Linked DNA regions of Zea mays: region 2 is linked to region 1. A link is a contact called in public Hi-C data. All regions are on one chromosome and are shown on one strand. The core of a region is the stretch at or near the end of the contact, and the rest is flanking DNA. Distances in the headings are between cores, read along the strand shown. Region 1 has its middle 39 kb from the start of LOC103650418. Region 2 holds the start of LOC100194228 (Mitogen-activated protein kinase kinase 3).

Region 1 (5,115 bases), core at 1,646-4,145:
ACGGATCCGGCGAAAGTGGATGCAGTTTCTTCATGGCCTATACCATCAAACTGTAGAGAGTTACGGGGGTTCCTTGGCTTGGCGGGATATTACCGCAAGTTTGTCAGACATTTCGCAGTTATATCTAAACCTCTGACTCAATTACTTAAGAAGCACACGCTGTTTGTATGGACTCAGGATCACGATCACGCATTTCAAACGCTCAAAACAACTCTGTCTCCTGCTCCCGTCTTGCAATTGCCAGACTTCTCCATACCCTTCGCCATTGAAACAGATGCTTCAGGTTCTGACATTGGTGCTGTGCTAAGTCAGAACGGCCATCCTCTCGCCTTTGTCAGTAAGGCTTTGGGACCAAAGAATAGAGGCCTGTCGACCTATGAGAAGGAGTACCTCGCTATTTTGATGGCCGTCGACCAGTGGAGACCCTACCTTCTGCACGATGAATTCATAATTTACACGGATCAACGCAGTCTCTCTCATTTGACCGAGCAGAAGCTTAACACGCCGTGGCAGCAAAAGGTTTTCACAAGACTTTTGGGTCTCCAATACAAGGTTGTCTACAAAAAAGGTGTTGAGAATGGTGCAGCCGATGCGTTGTCTCGCCGCCCCCATGACAATGCCGAACTATATCATATATCTTGTAGTACCCCCCAATGGCTTTCAGAGATCGTGGAAGGATATCAGACAGACGCTCACGCCCAGCAGCTGCTATCTGAACTGGCTGTGCGGTCTGAGGATTCTGGCCATTACAAACTCCAGAAGGGGGTTATCAGGTACAAGGGTCGCCTTTGGTTGGGAGCTAACTTACCTCTGCAGCGCAAGGTCATATCTGCATTCCATGATAGCCCTGTGGGGGGACACTCTGGGTTTCCAGTTACTTACCGCCGGCTCCATCAGTTGTTTGCTTGGCCTCATATGAAACAACATGTTAAAGATTATGTGGCAGCTTGTTCGATCTGTCAGCAGTCTAAGCCCGACAGGTCCAAATACCCTGGCCTCCTACAGCCCTTGCCTGTGCCAGACCAAGCTTGGCAGGTAATATCGATGGACTTCATCGAAGGATTGCCACGCTCTGCTAACGCCGACAGCATATTGGTGGTCGTGGATAAGTTCTCGCGTTATGCCCACTTTATTCCACTCTTGCATCCTTACACAGCCTTCAAGGTTGCCCGGTCCTTTATGTCATCGGTTTACAAATTACATGGAATGCCGGAAGCTATAATATCAGATCGTGATCGTATTTTCACCAGTTCTCTGTGGCAGGAACTGTTCAAGCTGGCGGGAACACATTTGCAAATGGGATCAGCCTATCATCCTCAGTCCGACGGCCAGACCGAGCGCGTCAACCAGTGTCTGGAGACCTATTTACGCTGTTTTGTACATGCTTGTCCCAGCAAATGGAGTATGTGGCTGTCACTGGCAGAGTTCTGGTACAATACTAGCTTTCACTCGGCACTTGGTCGTTCTCCATTTGAAGTGCTCTATGGTCGGCCTCCCAGACACTTCGGCCTGGCTCCTGAAGATTCGGTTACTGATGTGGACCTGGCAACCTGGTTGTCCAACCGAGAACTAATGACCAGAGTGGTTCGACAGCACCTTCATCGCGCCCAGTCACGTATGAAATACCAGGCGGACAAGTCCAGGTCGGACCGGGAGTTTGCAGTTGGTGATCGCGTGTACCTCAAGCTCCAGCCTTATATTCAAACGTCAGTAGCTCATGGGGCCAACCACAAGTTATCATTCAAATATTTTGGTCCCTTCAATGTGCTGAAGCGTGTGGGATTGGTAGCATACAAATTGGAGTTACCAGTTGGTTCTTCCATTCACCCCGTGTTCCACGTCTCCCAGCTCAAGAGGGCAGTATCCTCCAAACATCAGGTGAGCGCTACTTTGCCTGACGCATCCGCTGCTATGCAGATTCCTGTCAAGGTACTCGACACAAGGACGATCTCCCGCGGGGGTACCTCCGTCTCCCAGGTGCTGGTCCGCTGGTCAGGGTTCGATGATGCTCTGGCAACCTGGGAAGACTACGACGCCATCCGCCAACAATTTCCACGATCAGCTGCTTGGGGACAAGCAGCATCGCAAGCAGGAGGGAATGTCAGCAATGCACCATTGCTGGGCCTCGACACAGCCACCAGCACGGACCCAGTCTCGCCTCTGCGTCGGGTGGGGCGCAGAGCTAAAAGGCCGAACACTCTGTATTCGGGTCCGGAGTGGACCGTGTAAGGGAAAGGGGTATTAAAGCTTACCCAGGCAGTCTGTAGGGGATATGGAAAAACTGATGTCGAACTCCAGTTAAACCCTTCTTCCTCGCCTATCTCCTTCTTCCTCCAGTAGTTGTCTCCCGATCTAGAGTAGGCTGCTAACATCCACCTAAGCGAAGCCACGGATGCATTGCGCACGACGTGGCGAGGCATACTGTCCTGCTACCGAGGACCCCTCACCACCCAACGCATGAACCAATCGCGGCGGCATCCTGGCGGTCTTCTCATCGGCGAGCGATTCACGCGCCCCTGGCCACGAATCACCTCCAGCATGGACAAGGGCACGATACTAGCGGTTCGGTGGTGTTTTGTGACTAATCCCCAAGGGCCCGACGCTAGCGCACGCGCTGGTTGACAGCAGTGCCCAGATCCACGCGACTTCCGGTGATGGCTCCCGTCGATGATAGGAAACTAGTCAGTTCGCGGATGAGGGAAGCAGTCGCGGCCATACTTATATCCATAGACGAGGGGAACTCGGTCAGGGTGGCCGATTGGCCAACGGCCCGGCGCATCAGGCGCGATTCTGTTGTGGCAGCGAAACTTTCGCGAGGTTGGTGATGAACCCGACCAGCGGGACCCACATGTTATCAGATGAATGAAAAACAACTGCGGTTTGTAGCTGACCTAAGGGACCCACCAACCAGTGGCTGACCCATCACGCTGGCGCGTGGGAGAGCCAAGGCGCGCGAAGATGGAATTGGGCCGCAGGGCAGGCATTCAGCCCACATGGCCGCGCAGGGGGGAGAAAAGACGAGTGGGCCGAGAGCTACAGAGATCCTTCTTTTTTTCTATCTTTCTATTTTGAATTTATAAATTCAAATTACACTCAATTCTGAATTTATGTTTCAACTTCAAAATAAATACCCAATCAAAACTCCAGTCATGAGATGCAAAGATTCTATTATATTTGTATTAATACTTTAATTAAACACTTGCGTTTAAGTATGAAATCCAAAAACACCCAAAATAAGCATTTTCATGAAGGATAAATCTAGGGTATAGAATGCTTTTATTTAGAGATGGTTTAACTTAAATTCTTAGGGAGAATTTGTAATTATATGGTTTTAACAGAGGAATAACTTAGTTCACGTAGGATTCCTTTTCATTTAATATTTTATTAGAATATATATATATACATATTAGGAGGTGTAACTTCAAAGTTAAGAGAAACATGATTAAATGGTACTCTGATTCATAGCCTATAGAGAGTTTTACTATATTCTCAAAAATAGGACTTTGAGGTGTTACAATCACCTAAAATTTGAGAAAACCATATCTTTTTAACCTGAACTCCGATTTTAGTGATTCTCAAACCTGCGATCTCGTAGCGGCGCGTAGAATAATCTTACGCAGTTTGTTCATATGCTTTCGTGTAATGTTACCATATCCATTATTTGCTTGATTGTATATATTGCTACGAGTAATCTTACGTAGTTTGTTCATATGCGAGGTCACGTGGAATCTGAAGACCAAATTGGAGAAATACCTGGAGTTGCACCAAAAAGGCAAGTTGTGCCTGATCACTCTTCTTTACCTAATAATGTTCCTGTTAATCGCGGTGACATGCTCAGGTTAATTTCATGGGACCTAATAGGTTACCCTAGTTTTGTACCCCACACCTTGCACACAAATGAACTATTGGGTAGACTTGTTATTGCTCTACCTGGTTTTGGGATTAATGTTATACTGAATTATGATCATGTTCCATTATTATTGTTGTTTTAATTATTGTTCATGGTAAGATTATTATGTTAATTCGAACATAGAGCGACCACCCGTGAAAATAGTGCTACCACAAGGGTGGAATGGGACACCCTTGGCTGACTAATTAAGAAAACTAGTGGAGGACTACCTTACCCAAAAGGGGCAAGGGCGATAGAGGAGTTGCCGGTGTAGGGAGGTTATCGGGTCAATCATGCTGCGATGGCTTTTCAGACGAGGGCTTCCTATATCGCTCTTCTCACGAAATCATAGCGGGGTTTCTGAAGCTAGTGGAACTTTGTAAAGGCCTCATAGTGGATCCCAACCCATTCACCTCGAGAGTGTCTAAGGGTCTTGCAAATCCTGGCTAGATGGGATACACGACTTGTTGGTAAAAGGTGCAACCTCTGCAAAGTGTAAAACTGGTATATCATCTGTGCTCACGGTCATGGGCGGCTTGGACCCTCACATGAGTAACATATGGAAATAAACTTAATCTATCATATGCATTGCATTGTGGGATTTACTATTAAATGTGATCTCTTATTTATATGGGATGGTATCTACTTATACTTAGTAACTGCTAATAAAATTTTGACCAACTTGTTAAAAGCAATGCTCAGGCTTAACCATTTCCTTTGGTAAGCCTTACACTTCACATGAGCCCCCACCATAAGTGAGCTCATGCACATTATTCCCCATAACTTGTTGAGCGACGAACGTATGTGAGCTCACTCTTGTTGTACTCACCCCTGGGGTCAAGTACAGGTACCGCAGGATAAGGAGCATGAAGGATGTCGCGATGAGTTTGTGAGAGGTCTAGGCCGTCGTCTCCTAGTCAACTATGGTTGCGGAGGATCGCTGTCGTCATATGATGTGATTATTTAGCTATTTTGTATAGAACTCCTATTAAGTAATAAAGATGTGACATTCATTTTTGTACCATGGGTCATATGTGTGAGACTTGATCCTAACACACATTTGATTCGCGCTTGGATTTGCCCTTAAATCCTGGTGTGACATTGTTACAAACTCTTAAAAAATTACTCAATTTCCAGCTTACAAATCTGTTTTGGAATGATGAGTGACCGTTTTTTGGTGTGGTTCACCTTGTATACCTTTGACTAGCACTTGGTTGATTTCCTGC
Region 2 (5,115 bases), core at 1,947-4,446, 320 kb before region 1:
AAAAAACAATATGTATAATGCATTAAATAATGTTCAGTATAGAACTTAATAGTTTAAGAAATGTGCCTGATATAACACCAATCTAAATAAAACTGGTTATCGCAAATTGAAGAACCAAGATGGCTTATTCCAACCATCCACCATTGGTCCTCCATATCCTTTCCTACTTTTGTATTCAGTTGCATCAAAGGAGTAACAGCGAAGAACTGGATATGGCTTTTTTTCCTTCTTTTTTTGTTTGAAGAAATTTGTTACTACCAAAACAATCCACTTTGTCCACTTAACCCACTAAGCAAAAAGTTAGGCATGATTTATTCTCAAACTATTTAGATTGGTCCAATCTACACCCCTGCCACACCCCTCAAAAGAAAACAATGTGATTTGTCTTTTTTGTTTCTTGGCACACAAGATGGGATTGAAGTTCAAATTTTGTCAGGTAACTGAGGATATGATGTCCTATGTTAGAAAATGCATTGATACTTTTATATGATTACTTTCATGCAAATTTGTATCTCAAGGTTTAAATAAGTACGATGCTCACAACCTACAAAAATAATCATGGAAGTTCTTCATGTATTTTTCTAACCCAGAACATCTTGTCCTTTTGTAGTCCACAAAATTTTAACTACAAAACTCAACTTCCACATGTGGAAACAAAAAAGGAAAATCTCAATAGGGTAGAAGGACCAATTGAAATAGTATGAGGTAGTAAACTGAACCTAAAGGGTAGGCCTGGCACAGTGGTGAGAGCTATCTCACTGAGTCACCACATCACAGGTTCAAAGCAACCTCTCCGCATTTGCAGGGGGGCTTGCCTCGGTTTATCCATTCCCCAGAAACCGCTCATGTGGGAGCCTTCGGCCCTGGATCCGCCCTTTTTTTAGTAAATTGAACCTAAATTTTATTCATGGGATCAAGTGGATATAGTGAAATGTTCATAGAAGTAAATGGGGATTGTCCTTTTTCTTCCTTTTACATAACTGGGAAGGTTGGAAACATCCTTATTTAGCATAGTTCACGCATTACTGGAAGCAGTGGCAGAGCTCGTGAATTTGCATGTCTAGGGCCAATATTCAAGCACTTAAAGCAAACAGCACCAAGTCACATCTAAGTAGTACAAATACGTGGATGTTATTTTAACGAGGATCCAAACACCCACTATGCAGTATGTTTTATTATTTTGATTGAAAAAAAAACTCGACCTACGGGAGGTAAGACAACCCTCGGGCATTATATTAAGAAGACCTTCTCACGTAGGTCAAGAAAACCACCGAACCCCTGTCCCACCCGTACACAGCGACACTGTATCTCATGTGAGAAATGACTGCAACCGGGGCCGAGCCTTAGACCTATGCTTTGGCGTGGGACAGACGAGGGGATTTTTTAACCACAGCCTGAAAATTCGCTCTCACGGGGAGTCAAACTCATAACCTGAGGAGTGCTACTCAGACCACCTGACCAACTCAGCTAGAGACCCTTTCACTTATTTTGTTTCAAAAGGTACAGGGTTTAGGGTGATCACATAAACACCCAATATGCAGCCACACATTGCTGGTTCAGACATCAAGACATGGCCCTCAGTTGTTGATTCAACCACCAGTGAATTAATTTGACAATGCCTCCAGATAGGGTTTAACACGTAACGACTGAGGGGGGGCACGACGGAAGAGGAAGGCGACACGAGAGAGAGAGAGATGTGAGGCGATGTAATGATCCAGTTTGGGCGGGTACATCCTTCCAGGCTTTTACCTTGCAGGGTCACGGTCTGCTATCATGCTGTGTGGGACGGATTGCTAGGGATGCCAACACAAAGAGACAGATTGAGCCATAAAAGTTTGAGGTGATTGGCCCTAGACTCAAATACGCTCCTGACTGGAACCAACTGATTTGGATCATGTCGAGTTTGCATAAAAAATCTGGGTTTAGACATTAGAAAAGAGTTGACTGAAAAAGGGAAGCTGCATATCCAAACGAGTTGACTTCCAGTACTGAGAAATAAATAAATTATAAACAAAACATTCAGGAAACAGAAGCAAATGAGCCAAAGTGTGATATGTAGCAGTCAATAAAAACTTATAGAAGGTAATTGGAGTATTGAACCACAAAATCGATGTGATTATGTCCACTATATCCAATCTCATTGGCTACAGCAGACCCTGCTCTGTTCATCACAATAGATTAGGGTGTATTAAGACCACCCTCTGGGGATTACATAAGAGGGTACACAACAGAAAAATCACAAGGAACGTAAACAAAGCATAAACCTATCTGTGTTCATTTGGTTGCTAATCCTCAAATTAAACAAAAAAAAACAATTGAGCATGTACATGTACCACGCAGAGAGGCAGAGTTAAAGCCATCAATCGACTTTCCAAGTCTCCCACCTTATTAGACGAGTTGGCTAACATGTCATAATGTACCAGATAACTACAATTGCAAATACCAATGAAGAATAGGCCAAGAATACCAGGGCGTGCTTACTGCGTAGGAATCGCAAGTATCTTCTGGTAAGGGCACCCTGGTACTGGCGCCAACTCTGTCCAGGTCATCGAACAGCAAGGGTTGTAGCTTCTTCTTCAACTCCTCCAGCCCTGCCATCCAGGTGCGCTGAGGCCAGGGCCCCTGCTTCTGGATTGCAGTACCCTGAGGTGCCGTTTGGATAACGGGATATGAGAGGTGGGATAGGTAAATGAGGAGGGATGGAAAGCTCATACGCTGCTTGGTTCATGGGAAAGGAAAATGGGGAGGGAAGGCAGCGGTCTCTGGTCGTTTCGACTCAGAGCGAGGTCCGAACTCTAGCATCGTCACTAGGGTTTCGGTTTGGTTTCTTCCTCAAATCCTTCACAGATCTAGTGTTTTTATGCTGGTTTCTTCTCTTTCCCAAGCCCAGAAGAGCAGGAGAGGTGCGTCCGGAGCGCGCAGGCTTGGGCGTGCGGAAAGCAGGGCCCGGAGCCGCGCTGGCGGTCGGCCAGCGACCGGACTGGAGAAGGAAGACGCGGCGCTGGGTGGTGAGCAGAGGCGCGCGCCAGCAAGGGCGAGACCTGGAAGGCGGAGGTCGCCGCCGTGACTTTGCCTGGTGAGCTCGTTCTTGCGCCTGAGAGTGCGGTGGTGATCTAGGGCGGGGGTGGAGGCAGTGGGTGGCCGGTGGTAGAGGTGGACCGGGCTGAGGTGGTTGCGTGAGGCAGTGGTGGTTGCGTGAGGTAGTGGACAGTGGTAGTGCCCGATTTTTTATATATATTTTAGCTTATTTTTAAAAAAAATATTAACGTTTAGACACTGAATAAAATATTCTTTATTTTAGATCCTCAGCTTGACCCTGAAATAATATTGCTCGACGTTATAAATCTTGGCGTCGAGCAGAGGGTCACGCTGACGCTAGCGTAGGCTCGATGACGTGACGGATGACGTGTCAGACCTTAGCAGCACAGACCTTGATGCCAAGGTCTGATAAATATGCTCAGTCGGCTTTTCCCTCTCGCGCTCTCTCCCTCACTGCACCTCACTCTGCCCGCCGACCACCACCACCGCTTCGTCCCGCCTAGTACTGATGCGCCCCCTTCTTCGCCTCCGTGCCTGGTGTCACTCCCTCGAGCTCGCCTCATACTGCCCCAATAAGTTTAGTTTTAGTGGATTTAATTTAGTTAGAGGATTTAATTTAGTTAGAAGATTTAGTGGATTTAGTTTAGTTAGTGGTTTGATTAGTTAGTTTAGTATATAATCTGGTTTATTTTGATTTAGTTAGTTTAGTATATACTCTAGATTTAATTAGTGGATTTATTATTTACTTAGCAAATTATGTAGTTACTCTGTATTTTATTTAGCTTACTTTCTACTTAGGTAACATCTTTATTTGCTATTTTAGCTAGAAGTTTGCAAACATGTTTGTTAGTTTATAATTTTGTTATCAAATTAATATAGTTAGGTTACTTACATTTTTGTTGGTTAGCTTGTAATTTTGTTATTTAGTTGGTGCAATTAAGTAGATTGTCATTTAGTCGTTATTTGCAGTGACTGAATGTGCATGCAGCCATCGTGTTTTTGTCTGCTACTGAGTATGTATGTCAGTCATTGTGCTGCCAATTTCTATGTAGATTTTAGAAATCTCCCCATATAAGGGAGGTGCTATCGAAATTTTCATTAACAGTGCTATGTTGCTTATTTTCAGACAGGAGGCTGTCCAACTCCACCACCCCCGCCACTGGCACCTTGACTCCACTGCGACCTAAGGTATAACCCATTGCTCTTGTCATATTCATAGAATTTTATAACTATGTTAGATGTGGGAAGTTATTAGTTAGTATATAATTATTACTTAGTAAGTAGTTATTACTTAACCATTGCTTAGTACTAGCCCTCTATAGCGTAGTGCAGTGCCAACTATGACCCAGCCCCCGAGGGTGCCCAAGCAGGGTCTCCTTCCTGTACTTCCATGGACGTTCACGCGGGATCTCCTCCACACTCTGGTTGTATGGTGGTAGCCCAAACTTTGGATCAGGGAGTCGCTTTAGAGGGCAGCGTCCCTGCTGACCGAGTGTTGGGCTCTGTTGAAGGTACTGAACTGATCTCTGCTGTTTGTTGCAAGCTGCTCCGGGTGGTGGCCTTACGCCTGCTTATCAATTGATCTCCTCTGATTTGGGGATCCCTTCGTTCTTTTCCAACCTCCAGGTACCGTGATGTGTTTTAGCTTGATTTTCACATTGCATGAACTGTTGTCATCACCCTCATCTGTTTTCCTCATCAGGCTTTGGTGGATGGGATGGCCAGCCAGCTGAGATTGCAGGGTGCTTCTGTCCCCGAAGTGGCTTCGTCCCTTGCGTGTTGGAATCCAGTGTCTCTTCAACATCGCGTCTATGAATTGGAGGCAACCAACGCTGGTTAGTGCCTTTTTGCTTCTCTTCGCCTTCACTGTGGACTGCGTTACCTTCTGACCCCGTTTTGTTTGATTATCTCTTGCTAGGAATGACTCGGCAGATTTCAATTATCGAAGAAAAACACTCGCGAGATCAGGCTGAATGGGTCCAACGGTGTGCTGACTTCGAGGAGAAGTACTCTCAGAGCCAAACTGAACTGGGTCAAGTCTCCGCTGCCTTGGATGACGCCAATGCCCTGAGCTCT

The links. Hi-C and Micro-C count contacts between places; a contact is called where the count stands out from the background.
Region 2: a contact with region 1 is called in a Hi-C map of tassel, with 3 times the contacts expected there. The contact joins the promoter of LOC100194228 here to the enhancer-like site in region 1. A contact is called at or near these places in 3 of 25 Hi-C or Micro-C datasets (ear, leaf and tassel).

The regions. Positions count from the first base shown.
Region 1 is chr3:97,908,396-97,913,510 of Zm-B73-REFERENCE-NAM-5.0, reverse strand. No RefSeq gene overlaps it. Among protein-coding and RNA genes, the nearest start is that of LOC103650418, 39 kb to the left of the region's middle. Within about 2 kb of position 2,895, at least 19 of the 20 cell types and tissues checked have an H3K27ac peak or open chromatin away from gene starts, as enhancers often do. A contact at or near this core is called in ear, leaf and tassel, where this site is marked.
Region 2 is chr3:98,228,646-98,233,760 of Zm-B73-REFERENCE-NAM-5.0, reverse strand. It overlaps LOC100194228 (Mitogen-activated protein kinase kinase 3), which reads right to left and starts at 3,196. Exons shown (of 9, transcript NM_001279806.2): 1 at 2,482-3,196. The coding sequence starts at 2,712.